Regions from separate parts of the Mus musculus genome. Here region 2 is linked to region 1. Evidence: chromatin contacts called from public HiChIP or PLAC-seq data. All regions are on one chromosome and are shown on one strand. Each heading gives the region's core, a stretch centred on a gene start, on an enhancer-like site or on the middle of the called end of the contact. The rest is flanking DNA. Distances are from core to core; before and after follow the strand shown.

Evidence for each region. HiChIP or PLAC-seq counts read pairs in DNA pulled down with a chosen protein or histone mark.
Region 2: a contact with region 1 is called in an H3K27ac HiChIP or PLAC-seq map of microglia, with 9 times the contacts expected there. The contact joins two enhancer-like sites. A contact is called at or near these places in 2 of 115 datasets of contacts at active chromatin or transcription factors (bone marrow-derived macrophages and microglia) and 1 of 9 other capture datasets (pancreatic islet).

Annotation. Positions count from the first base shown.
Region 1 is chr5:146,803,026-146,808,918 of GRCm38.p6, forward strand. The region is part of intron 1 of 1700041I07Rik (a long non-coding RNA gene); the gene reads left to right. Among named protein-coding and RNA genes, the nearest start is that of 1700041I07Rik, 10 kb to the left of the region's middle. Within about 2 kb of position 3,131, at least 54 of the 459 cell types and tissues checked have an H3K27ac peak or open chromatin away from gene starts, as enhancers often do. A contact at or near this core is called in bone marrow-derived macrophages and microglia, where this site is marked.
Region 2 is chr5:147,541,150-147,547,980 of GRCm38.p6, forward strand. It overlaps Pan3 (PAN3 poly(A) specific ribonuclease subunit), which reads left to right. Exons shown (of 19, transcript NM_028291.5): 17 at 1,921-2,059; 18 at 4,457-4,586; 19 at 5,216-6,831. The coding sequence ends at 5,238. Among named protein-coding and RNA genes, the nearest start is that of Pan3, 110 kb to the left of the region's middle. Within about 2 kb of position 1,337, at least 35 of the 459 cell types and tissues checked have an H3K27ac peak or open chromatin away from gene starts, as enhancers often do. A contact at or near this core is called in bone marrow-derived macrophages and microglia, where this site is marked.

The DNA.
Region 1 (5,893 bases), core at 1,881-4,380:
TCCCTTACAACCTTCAAATACGCGTGTGCGTACAACACACATGCATACAACACACAAAATACACAAAATAAATAACTATTTAAAATCAAACAAAGTTTGGTTGAATGTTTGACATGGTAGGATACAGAACATATATTTTTATTTCATTTTACACATATAACACACACATATATTTTTTGGCGGGGAGGGGTTCAAGACAGAGTTTCTCCATGTTGCATTGGCTGTCTGGCAACTTACTCTGTAGACCAGTCTAGTCTTGAACCCAGAGATCAGCCTGCCTCTGTGCCTCCCAAGTGCTGGGATTAAAAGTGTGTGCCACCGCTGCTCAGTGATATTTTGATTTTATATTTGTCAATGCAGGCGGTGAAGTTTCCCCTAAACATATAGTACAAAATGGCAGAAGAGTATCTGGGGCCATTTGAAAACTGTTCTAACTAAACCCAAACCAAATTATACCGAACAACTTTTTTTTTTCTTGAGTCAGAGTCTCCTGTTTCCTAGGCTGGCCACCTTGCTGACCTTGAACTTATGAATCTTCTGCTCTACTCCTCAAGGCTAACATTACCCTGAGTTTCATGAATGCTTGGCACGCACTCTACCAGCTGAACTACAGCCTTAGTAAAATTTTATGAAATTCCTGCTAGCAATTCAAACAGTAATTTGAAAAAAAAAAACAAATACTTTAACACCATACAACCCAAAGCTATACTAATTTGATACTTGTACACTGAGGAATGATGGTAGGGAAATATTCAAAAGCCTATGGTTTCCCAAATTAAACCATGTTTGGGCAAGAGCAGAACACTTTGCAGTAGAAACACTGCAGTTTGAGGTCTAGAAAAGTCTAGAACCAGAGCTGAGATGTTGGGGTGGCATGACAGACAGCATTTGTAGCCCAAAGTCTGGATTTTGTAGGTTTGTACCCAAGGCTACAAGTCACGTGATGCAACCAAGATGCTTGCTTCCAGAACACCTTAGACCCAACGTGGGTTAGATTTTCAATTAATTTCTAGTTGCTGTATATTCAGAATACTTTTATTGTCAAAATTTTCATAACTCCTGCATTCAGTGATACAACTCTGTGTTAGGTCTCCAAACCTCCTAGAAAGCTGGGGTTTAGAACACATTCAAAAGCAGCTGACCCTCAGTTGAGACGCAGATGCCTCTCCCTATACCCCCAAGACAAGATTCTCACTCCATAGCCCTGGCTATCCTGGAACTCTAGACCAGGCTGGCTCCAAACTCACAGGAGATCCACCTGCCTCTGCCTCCTGAGTGTGGGCAGGGATCAAAGGCATGTGTCACCCTGCCCAGCTGCAGATACCTTTTTGAAGGTTCTCACGAGGCGCATTTTCTTTTCCTTCAGGGAACAAAAGAGAGAGCATGTATCGCACTGTGCAGGCTCAGCCTTGGCTCCCTCTGGCTGCCCGGTGGCACAGCAGCATGGATCTGAATAACATTTCTCTCTGTCACTTTCTGACAGTAGCTACTAATTGTCTCGTTGCTATGAGGGAGGAGAAAGGCAACCGGTGATTTAAGGAAGGCAGAGTTTGTTTTGACTCACATACAGTCCCTCATGGTGGGAGACTCTAGGCATGAGAGCTGTGTCCCCAGTCAGGAAGTGGGCAGCAGTGAATGTACCTCATGCCCAGACACCTTCCTTCTTCTATGGTTCAGGACTTTGGGCCAGGGGAATGGTGCCTTCCACGTTTAAGCTGAATCGTTCCATCTCAACCTAACCAACATAATCCCCACTTTTCACATAAATATGTCCAGAAGCTTGTCTCCTGGGTGATTCTAGATCCGGTCAAGTTGACGAACAACATCATGGTAGCTTTAATGTGGTTTTTGAGAAAGGAGAGATAGTCAGGTCTTCTTTCCTGAGCCTTTAATCCCAGCACTCAGGAGGCAAAGACAGGTGAATCTCTATGAGCCTGCTCTATACAGTGGGTGGGGGAGGGGAGGGGAGAGGAGAGGGGGAGGGGAGGGGGAGGGGGGACACATGATTTCTTCAAAACTGTGCCATCCAGTTGAAGAGAGACATTTTAAGGGCAGTACACCACACCTGGGATTTTCTGAAAAGTTCTGGCAACATCCCCATTTGAGATTAATTTGACAAGTGCCGATCTTGTGGTTTCTAGTGTGACAGGGTTCCTTGAGGACATACTGTCTCCTTTGTCAACCATCCAGTGATCACACACTGACAGCATTCCCCTTCCTCTTCTCTTTCCCCTCTGCTGCTCTTTCTTGTCCCTCTCCACTTCTGATGCTGCCCTTTCTGCCTCCCCATCCTCCCTTCCTCTCACTCCTTCCTCCATATTTTTCCTCAGATACCAGCAAGGTTCGTCGCGCCTCTGAGTGTTCACTTGCCATCCTTCCTCCCTAGAACTTCCTCCCTCCTTTTTAGCATGGGAGACATTCAACCTCAGATCCCAACCTATATGTCACCTCCTCAAGGAGGCCTGGCCCGAGCCTGGTGTCACACCCATGACAACTGGGAAACTGTCGGGTGGTATTTTTGTTCACTGGCAGGGAAGAGTACACACTCAGTAAATCGTTGTTACTGAATGAACTGAAACTCATAAAAGTGCATATCCAACTCCAGAGGAGGTCAAAAGTCTGCCCTGAAGGTGTTACCCAGGGTAGCCCATTTGCCTAGCGTGTAGGAGGCCCTGGATCCATCACCACTACCACTACGGAGGGAAAAGAGTAAAATAGTTCTGATATATATGCCCCGCAGTGGTGGTGCACACCTTCAATCCCAGCACTTGGGAGACAGAGGCAGGTGGATCTCTGCGTTTGAGGCCAGCCTGGTGTACAGAGCGAGTTCCAGGACAGCTAGGGTTATACTGAGTAACCCTGTCTCATTTTTTTTGTCTGATATATTCAGTTTATTATGTTGCAGGCAGCATAATAAATGAATTGTCTCCTCCTCCAGCACTGGCAGTACCCCTCCCTGCTGACTTCTCCAGTTTGAGGGTCATATATCAGGCCTTTGCTTCCCAATTTGTTCCTCATCTTGCTCAACTCAAATAACTCTGGGAAATGCAACCCCCTAGCCCTGAGAAAGTCTCGAGAACTGTGTTTAACTTCCCCAACCCAAACTCTCTCATTTCCTCCAATGCTGCTCACTTCTCCCTGCAAGCTGGGTTTATTTTGGTTTATTCTCTATCTGCAGAATCAGGGTTTAACTGTCAGGAGCCTGCACTGCAAATCTGGGGCTCTGACTTGTGGCTTTGCTGTCTCCTCCACATTCACATTTATACATCAGCACCCAACGGACCTCCTTCCCCGACCCTGGTCGGCCCACTGAGGATGCCTTCTGAGAGGCCATGCTTCCCCCAGAGAACGACTCAGATGTTCAAGCAGGGTCCTCGGTGGTAAAACACGGGTATCGCTTTCACTTCTACAGAAAAAGAAAAAAAGAACTGCATGATTATAATATATTGCAAGACTCAGGCAATGCCAAACAACAACAACAAAACCACCCTGAATTTTTAGAATAAAGAAACTTCTGGAACTCCAAAAGTGACCAAATTAATAAAGTGTTTGCTAGGCAAAAATGAGGACCTGAACTCCATCCCTAGCACATGAGCTAAAGCAGGGCATAGACCACGGGTGGATGTAATCCCAGAGGTGAGGAGGTAGAGACAGGAGAATGAGCTCTGGGTTCAGTGACAGACACTGCCTCAAAAACTAAAGTGTAGTTTAGGGATGAACCTGACTGGGGTGGCAAGGGAATGAAGAAAAGAGACAGACAGACAAGACAGACAGACAGACAGATACAGAGCAAGCTGGGATTGGGAGGCCTATGCTCCCAGATGGAGAAACTCCAGTTCCCGGGAAGTTCAGGGTGCTAATTATAGAATTGAACTTAGAGGTGGGGTTTTTGAATAGAGCTAAACAAGGAGGGGTCGTATCGCATACTGTTAAGAAGGAGGCAGGGTTTATGGTTTACAGATGTGTAACAAGGGTAGATTTAGCTGATCTAGGTGGGAGCAGTCTTGGTAGGGGAGCAGTCTTCAGGCCATAAACCTCTGGAAAGGAGAAAGCTAATGAGGACCCCCCACCCCCAGAAACCTAACTTTTTTCCACTAGCTGTCATCTCTTCAAGCTTCCACCACCTCCCAAGAACACCACAGGGTAGGGACCCAGCCTTCAACATCTGGCCTGTGGGAGGCATTGGTGGCTATAGGGGTGATGGCTACAAAACATGATGAGGTACGTTTAAAACCACTGAATTTTAAGATAAGGTCTCTCTATGTAGCCCTGGCCTTCCTGGAACTCACTCTGTAGACCAGGCTAGCCTCAAACTCAGAGATCTGCCTGCCTCTGCCTCTCTATTGCTGGGATTAAAGGTGTGCGCCACCACCCCCAGCTAAAACCAATGAACCATACATTTGCAAATAGCTAACATTTTATCTATTTACATTACGTATGTGTTGCCACAACAAAAATTAACAATCAGAAAACACCAGAGAAGTCTCCCTGGGACTTAGGGGATAAGACAGAATGCCAAAAGCCGGGTGTGGTGGCGCACGCCTTTAATCCCGGCACTTGGGAGGCAGAGGCAGGCGGATTTCTGAGTTCGAGGCCAGCCTGGTCTACAAAGTGAGTTCCAGGACAGCCAGGGCTACACGGAGAAACCCTGTCTCAAAAAACCAAAAAAAAAAAAAAAAAAAAAAACAAAAAAACAAACAAACAAAAAAAACAACCCAGAATGACCCAAAGAATCCATCACTTTGGCTGCTTTGGCTGACATACAGACCAACCCCCTTTGGGGGGGGGGGTGTCACATATTGGACATCCTGCACACAGATGTTTACATTATGATTCATAACAGTAGCAAAATTGCAGTTATGAAATAGCAAGAAAATAATTTTATGATTGGGGGAGTCACCACATGAGGAACTGTATTAAAGGGTCACAGCATTGGGAAGGTTATGACCCACAGCTGTAAATCCTCCTTTTCTGTCCCCCCACCCTAACCCTTTTCATGTCCTTTTAGTTCTTCCTAGAGATCACCTGTCACCTTCAGGGTCTTGATGCAAAGGTGCAGAAAAAGAGATGCATGAAATATGCTTGTGAGTAACATCAGCCCAGGCCTGGGAGCCTGATGCCCTGCCTACCTGCATCCATCCGTGCTTTGTGATAATAGACCTTCGAGTTCCCGAGAGGCACCTTCACCTCCTCTTTTGCATCAGTGCTCACGCTTTGGATTAGGGAGTCAGCTTCTGAGTTGGCCACCTGCCTTCTGAAAGATTCAGCATCTTGCCTCTTCCTCCCTGTAAACTCTCAGAATTGCCAAAAAGCGGAGGCCTTTATACCACCTTGGGGGAAGCCGGACAGAAGCCTCTAGACACCCAAGCCGGAGACCTGGGTATTGTCCGTCTTTCCTTTTACTTCGCAGCCCTATCTCTTCCTGATGCCCGGTCTCTCGTATTGGGTTCTTTTCCTTTCGAAGCCCCACCTTCATAGTGCTTGGGAGCAGCTCTCTGTGACTCTCGCTGCACCAGCCACTGCCTCACCTCACTCTCCTCTAGTCTGTGGTCCTCCCGTCCCTTCTCTACGTGCTTGCCCAGTTACCATCTCCAGTTGCAGATCTGGTCATGGTGCTCCTTGTTGAGGAAACACAACCCCCATTGCCAACGCCTCCCCGACTGCAGCCCCATCTCTCTTCCCACCCACTTCCAGCCTCACTCCAACATCCGGAAGTTCACTGCCTTCTAGGGTGCTTCCATTAGCCTCCGTGTCTGCCCACAATTGCCCCTTCTGTCAGGAGAGATCACATGGATTGTTCTCTGTTGAACCGTCTGTTTACAAGTGCTGTTCCTTGTCGTTACAGTAGTTTCCGTTCCACGGAGTCCTGGCTTGGGCAAGGAATTATTAGATC
Region 2 (6,831 bases), core at 87-2,586, 740 kb after region 1:
CCCTCATGTACACCTTTCATGTGAGGTGAATTCATTAGTCCTTTGCAAATCTAAAGTACTTTCTCATTTTATACATTATTGATATATGATATTATATTTATATAATTCTAAACTGTCCTTATAAAATTTTATTTACATTTTTTAATACGAAATTTTAAAGTTTTGTAGAATAGTGAAAAATATCATCACTCTTTTTATACCTGACATTCTCAGTCTTTCCAGTTGTCCTCACCCTGACTAATTTATTGATAAAAATTTTATATTTACTTTCAGAGTTACAAGTATAAATATATTGTTTATCTCCCCCTTTTAAATACGTAAACATCATCACTTCTCACAGTATTTTTTTTTAAAGATTTATTTATTATTATATCTAAGTACACTGTAGCTGTCTTCAGATGCACCAGAAGAGGACTTCAGATCTCATTACAGGTGGTTCTGAGCCACCATATGGTTGCTGGGACTTGAACTCAGGACCTTCAGAAGAGCAGTCGGTGCTCTTAACCACTGAGCCATCTCTCCAGCCCCACTTCTCACAGTATTAATGTTAGAAATCATTTTGTTCAGCTCTGTTTGGAATTATGCAGGCTCCTACATGAAACACGAGCCTGCTGGGCTTCTCCCTCTGCCACCCTATGACGGAGGCATTGCTCCTGTGTGCAAGAACACACTGGAGGCAGACAGCTTAGCTACCTAGTCATGGACTGTTGATGCCATGAGCTACAGACAGTGCTGCAGGGGGACCTGGTCACCAAAGAATCGAGCAGCACTGGAGTCTTCAGAGAACAGAAGTGTTGCAAGGATTGTGTTGTACTGTTCGTGAGAGGCCTGACTGAAAATGTTTCCTTGGAAGTTGGGATTTTTTCCCAGCACCTTGGAGGCAGAGGCAGGCGGATTTCTGAGAGGACAGCCTGGTCTACAGAGTGAGTTCCAGGATAGCCAGGGCTACACAGAAAAACCCTGTCTCAAAAAAACCATTTAAAAAAAGTTGGGATTTTGTCTGTTGTGCTGTTGGTTGGTGCCCTTGCCTGCTGGAGGTTGCCTGTTTGAGGGCTTAGTTGTCTCTGACCGTGCTTAGGCTCATCCTCGGTAGATGTCTGTGTGTTTGATCAAATGGATCAAACCTTTTTTTATGACTCTGTGTTCAGGTTAAGAATGTTGTTTTATACTTAGAAATGAATGCGTGATCTCATGCTTTCTTCTAGAATGCTCGTGACTTCTTTCCCCCAGTCCATTGCTGCTGGTTCTCTGACTTCCTCTGCAAACCCTGTCTAGACACAGTGGCCCTTCCTAGTTCTTGCGAATTGCAGAGCATGCTTTTTTTCTGGGACTAGCAGCCTCAGCTTCCTCTTTCCAGGATAGGCTCATGTTTCAGCTCTGTCTACCCTCTTCTCAGAGCACCGTGTAGCTGGGTAGAATCCCTGCTTTCTCAGGTTACTGGAGTGACGTGTGTCCTACCAGACTATAGGTTCCTCCGGTCACTTAAAACTACCAGTGGTCTCTGGTTCTCCAGTTCCTCACAGCTTCACCTTCTGGTGAAGTGTAGAAGACTAAAAGCTACCTTGCTTTCTAAACATTTCCTCCTCTGTGTTCCTTGGTAAAGTGGAAACTTAGCTGATGCCTCTGTAACCTGGAACACGGAAGGAGGAGAGGACCTTACAGCCCTGGCTCAGAGACGTCTACAGACAGTTTTCTATTTTGTACTAGTCATAAAGATTGAATAGCATGTAAGGGGCAACTGTTCCTGTGAAGAGAATATGTGATATGTGTACTTTTGGGTTGGTTGAGATTTTTTAAGCACTTTTCAGAGCCCTTCCAATTTCTAATTAACTGGGGAAGATTAGATGAATCTTGCGTCTGAAAAAATATGGCTGTGTGGCATGTAGAGTGAGTTACTGAGGTCAAATGTTAACCCCCCAGGTTTCAGAAGGATCCAACCTGGTCAGAGACTGGAGACAGATACCTGTTGAAACTCTTTAGAGATCATCTTTTTCATCAGGTGACAGAAGCAGGTGCTCCCTGGATCGACCTCAGTCACATCATTTCTTGTCTTAACAAGGTACTTGTAAGGAAAAGAATCGTGTTTAATAGGTTCTTACTATGTCTGTGTGTGTGCGTGTGTGTGCACGTGTGTGTGTGTGTGTGTGTGTGTGTGTGTGTGTGTGTGTGTGCGTGCGTGTGCGTGCGTGCGCGCGCGCGCGCTCCTGCCCTGTGTGCACATACAAGGTCAGAGGACACTTTGGAGTTCCTCTGCTTTGTGCTGGTGTGTCATGCTTGGTGGCAAGCACTTGGGCCACTGGGAACTCACCTGCCTTGTAGATTTTTGAGATCACAGGATAGCTATTACAGCTTAAAGAGCCATCTTGTGTACAAGTGCTAGGATCCTGAAGAAGACAGGATGTATGTTTGCTGGACATTTTCTAAAGTGGGAATTTTTTGTCTGGGCACGGTGGCTCATGCCTTTAATCCCAACACTCAGAAGCAAAAGCAGGAGCGTCTACAGCAGTGTTCTCAACCCTCCTCATGCTGTGACCCTTTAATGCCGTTGCTCGTGTTGTGGGGACTATAACGTTGCTACTGTTATGAATTGTAATGTAAATATTTGATATGCAGGATATTTAATATGTGATTCTTAAGTGACTCAAAGGGATATCTGATCTGTGACCCAAAGGGGTTTTGACCCACAGGTTGAGAACTGCTGATGTAGAGTTTTCATATGCGAACCTTTTAATGTGATAAAGCATCATAAGATGACCATGGTCCTTCTTTTATACTTTGTTTTGTAGACATGTCATTTTGTTTTATTAAGTAGTATGATTGCATGCATTCAGTATGTTTGCATATATGTAGATACATGTGTAAGTATGATAAAAGAGACCAAAGGGGAAAGGGAAGGGCTGACACCCAAGGTTGTCCTCTGACCTCCACCACATGCACCCACATGGGGTGGGGTGGTCTGCAGTGAATCACAGCCTTCGTATAAAGTCAGGGTTAAACAGGGACCTGCTCCACACACTTGATTTTTTGTTTGTTTACTTATATTTTAAATCGCTTGCAAACTGACACTTTTTTGTTTTTAAAATGTGGGAGGAGAGTGTATTTATGTTGCTCCCCCTCAGATCTGTGGAAATATTTTCTGCCTCAGCACACTGTGCCTACCCTTGAAGTAGCGGAAGAGCAGGTAAACCGTGCACGGCAGACCTGCTGACTCCCAGGCTCGGCTCTGCTGCTCAGTGCTGTGGGCCTCTCATCCACCTTGTGTGCCTTACTTTCCCAACTCTCTAACTTCTCTTAAAGGGAGAACAGTGGGGGGATCCATAAGTAGGAAACATTCCTAACAGATCTCATAGCTTGGTATTGTTAGTATCAGTTAGTAATTAAAACTTTTGTTTTGTTTTTTTTTAAATGTAGATACTGACAGTGGTACTTACAGTAAGCTACAGACAGTCGTCTTGAGAAGACTGGATTTCATATCCTAAAAAAGTAAATCTTATTTCAAATCTGAAGTGCCAATTCCCCAAATTTAATGAGTATAGTAAAAAGGAAGCTAACCATATTGATTAAGGTCTAAAAATCTGCAAAAGGCCATTTTTATGGAAATGATGACAGAAATTGTTGGTAAAATATTTTGAAAGTTTTAGGCCTCAAGTGAAATGTAAAGCTTTTTAATGAATCAATTAGTGGGATACTGAAAGAAGAAGCTTAAAAAAAAAATGAAAACCATATCCTAAATATTGTTACCAAACCCCAGTAATGGAATACGTAGACAGAGATCATAAGCTGGAACCCATAAAGGAAGCTACAGAGATGGATTACGGTGGTGCACACCCTTAATGCCAGCACTCAGGACACCGAGGCAGGAGGATCTTTGAGTTGTGAGGCCAGCCTGATCTACAGAGAGAGTTCTGGGACAGCTAGGACTACACAGAGAAACCCGTCTCAACAAACAAGCAAACAGAAAAATAGGAAGGTACTCGTTTGACATGGAGCGGCTGGTAGTTGTTATAACTCATTGGTAACATGTAATTGACGTTCTTTGGAGAGCAGCTTGGCTGTGGGTACCACGCTGTGAAGACATTCATGCTCACATTTGATAGTGCCCTGAAGGTTGCCTCCTAAGTTGTACACTGCAAGTGCATTCTGCTCTGTACTGGTATTTATAATATAGAAAGTGGAAACTATTGAGTAAATAATTAGTGTCAAGTTGGCAGAAGATAGGAATCAAACACATTCTAAACACTAGGGCAGGCAGAGGAAACATAGCAATGTTTCTTTGAATTCTTATGAATTTTGACCCATGGTGTAAGCTGTTTATGGAAATCTGAAAGGGACTGTGATAGAAATAACTTTAATTTATTATAGTATTTCATTCATCATCGTCAAAAATGTTGTCCTAAAATAGATTAATCTTCCTCACAGTACGTACTGCATATTTTTTATACTTTACCTCTTTCAGCTAGATGCTGGTGTGCCAGAAAAAATCAGCCTGATTTCCAGAGACGAGAAGAGCGTGCTGGTGGTGACATACAGTGACCTAAAACGCTGCTTTGAAAATACCTTTCAAGAACTGATTGCGGCTGCAAATGGTCAGTTGTAGTATTTGCTAAAAATGTTGAGAGGGCATGGTGAAGGACCAAGCCTCTAGCCAGTTTGCACTACGGCTGAACTGTCCTCCATCTCCTGCCACCAGGGGGAGGAGCAGGAAGGAGCGAAGCTTCTCACACGTGGGTCTAACAGGTGCACTGTTACTTGAGAGGAAGACTGTCTCACTTTGTGCGCACTCTGGCTGCCTCAGGCCTCCGAGGAATTTGTGCAGACTCAGGTCACCTTCGGTGAATGACGCGCCTGCTTACGGTTTTCCACTTGTGTATGCACTAATTGTCATTTTTTAAAGACTTTTTTCCTGATCTTTGACCTCTTGCCACATTGTATACTTACTAAGGGAACTATTTGCAAGGACATTGGGAAACAAAGGGGGCAGCTGTTCGCCACTGAGAGATGCAGAATTTGCTCTTGGGGGATGGGCCAGGTCAGTACATTAGTTCATAGAAATGCCGTGTAGTGCATAGTCCTTATGAGTATTGTGTGCAAGCTCCACATGCCACCCACTGTTAGCTCAAGTTGAGGCTTGTATTGTGTTTAAGAACACGCAGAGAGAAATATCATTGAGCTGTCAGATATGAATTTCCGTTTGTTGATTTAAATCCTTTTCCAGGTAACGATCGGAACAGTAACTGAAGGAGCAGGCGCTGCTCTTCTCCAGGTTCATCTAGAGGCTTCTTCAAAGAGGCGTCTGTCTGCCAGTCACATACACTTATCTTGACGTAATTTTTAATAGCAAAATGAAATTGTGCTGAAGGCCTAAAAGTGGAGGAGTTATATTACCTTAGGGTCTTTCCAGTTTATTTGTTTTTTGTTTTTTTTTTTGTTTTTGTTTTTTGTTTTTTGTCTTTGAACTACAGCTTTATAATGGTACTTTACACTGGATAGACTCAGACACTGTCGAGGAGGTGAGCTGAGCACAGCAGTGGCCTGATGCTTTGCGGCCTGACTCTGGAGGGACACTTTTCTGCTGTGCCTTTGCACTCACTGCTTAACCCAAAGGAACAGGACTTTTGATAAAACTCACCCTGTAGGGTCGGTCATCTGAGAAGGCCATTTCAAAAGTTGGAGTTTTCCTCCATGGAACTTACTATTTGGACATGCAGTTGTCGCCAAACTCAAGTATTGTGGGATTTGTGGTCACTTCGATACTGAAGACTGCCAAATACATTGGGATTTTCTCTTAAACAGCCGCCATGAAGACTTCATCTCCTTCCCGGTGCTGTGTGTTGAGCGCGCACTGGGTGTGCACCCCATACCTGGGAAGAAATGTGGGGATTTGGAGGTCAGGACAGACTCCAAGCACTTGCAACTGATGTTACTGTCTTCATTTTTAACAAGTATGCGTATTTGTATATTTCAGAGAAGTTTTTAACATTTCTCTGTCCACTTTTTATAAGCTTTAAAATGATTTTTCTCTGCCTTGAAATTTGCATCAAGAAAAAGCACCTCTCTTCACTGAAAGCTTTGAGGACTAGAGACACACTTCCCATGTCTAACAAGCACGTCTGTATCTGAGAGCGCTAGCATCAGTTGTTAATGAGAAAATCAATTACTGCATTTGATCTGGATGGATTTTAGAAGAACATAATGTTCAATATTCCAAGGATAATGAACATTTGCCACCATGATGTTCCTTGTGTTTAAAGGGAACGAGAACTTTCGGTGTACCACGCAGAAGTCTTTATCATTAGCTCATGTATTTGAGGAAGAGCAGCTGTCTTTTTATATGTTTTTTGACAAATCATATTGTAATTCTTTTGTACAAAAAAGAACTACTTGTATTCTAGAAGAAATATGAAATGCTTAATTTATAAGCGGGCTGGAGATTTTTTTCCAATATTGTTTTCTTTGAAAATGAAAGGGGATCATCTATTTTAGTTTTGGGGGCCTGGGAACTTTTTGAAAATTTTCATTTGTGGACCAATGTTATGTGAATGCTAAGGAAGGGCAGGGGTAACATAGGGCTTGGACCTCTAGTCCTGCATAGACCAGCAAACTCCCCTCTGCAAGGCAGGTTCACATCACAACCCCGAGTGTCTGCATCAGAAATGCTAGTCTGCTTCCGCCCCAGCAACCTCAGGACTTGGGTTGGGTATAAAAGGTAGTCAGCTGAAAGTACCTAAGTAAATAGTGTCAGCCAGAAAACAGTCGGTGTCAGGTGATACGTATTTTTTAGCTTTGTTTTATATTTATTTTTCATTTCATTTTCATTGGGAATGGTTTTCA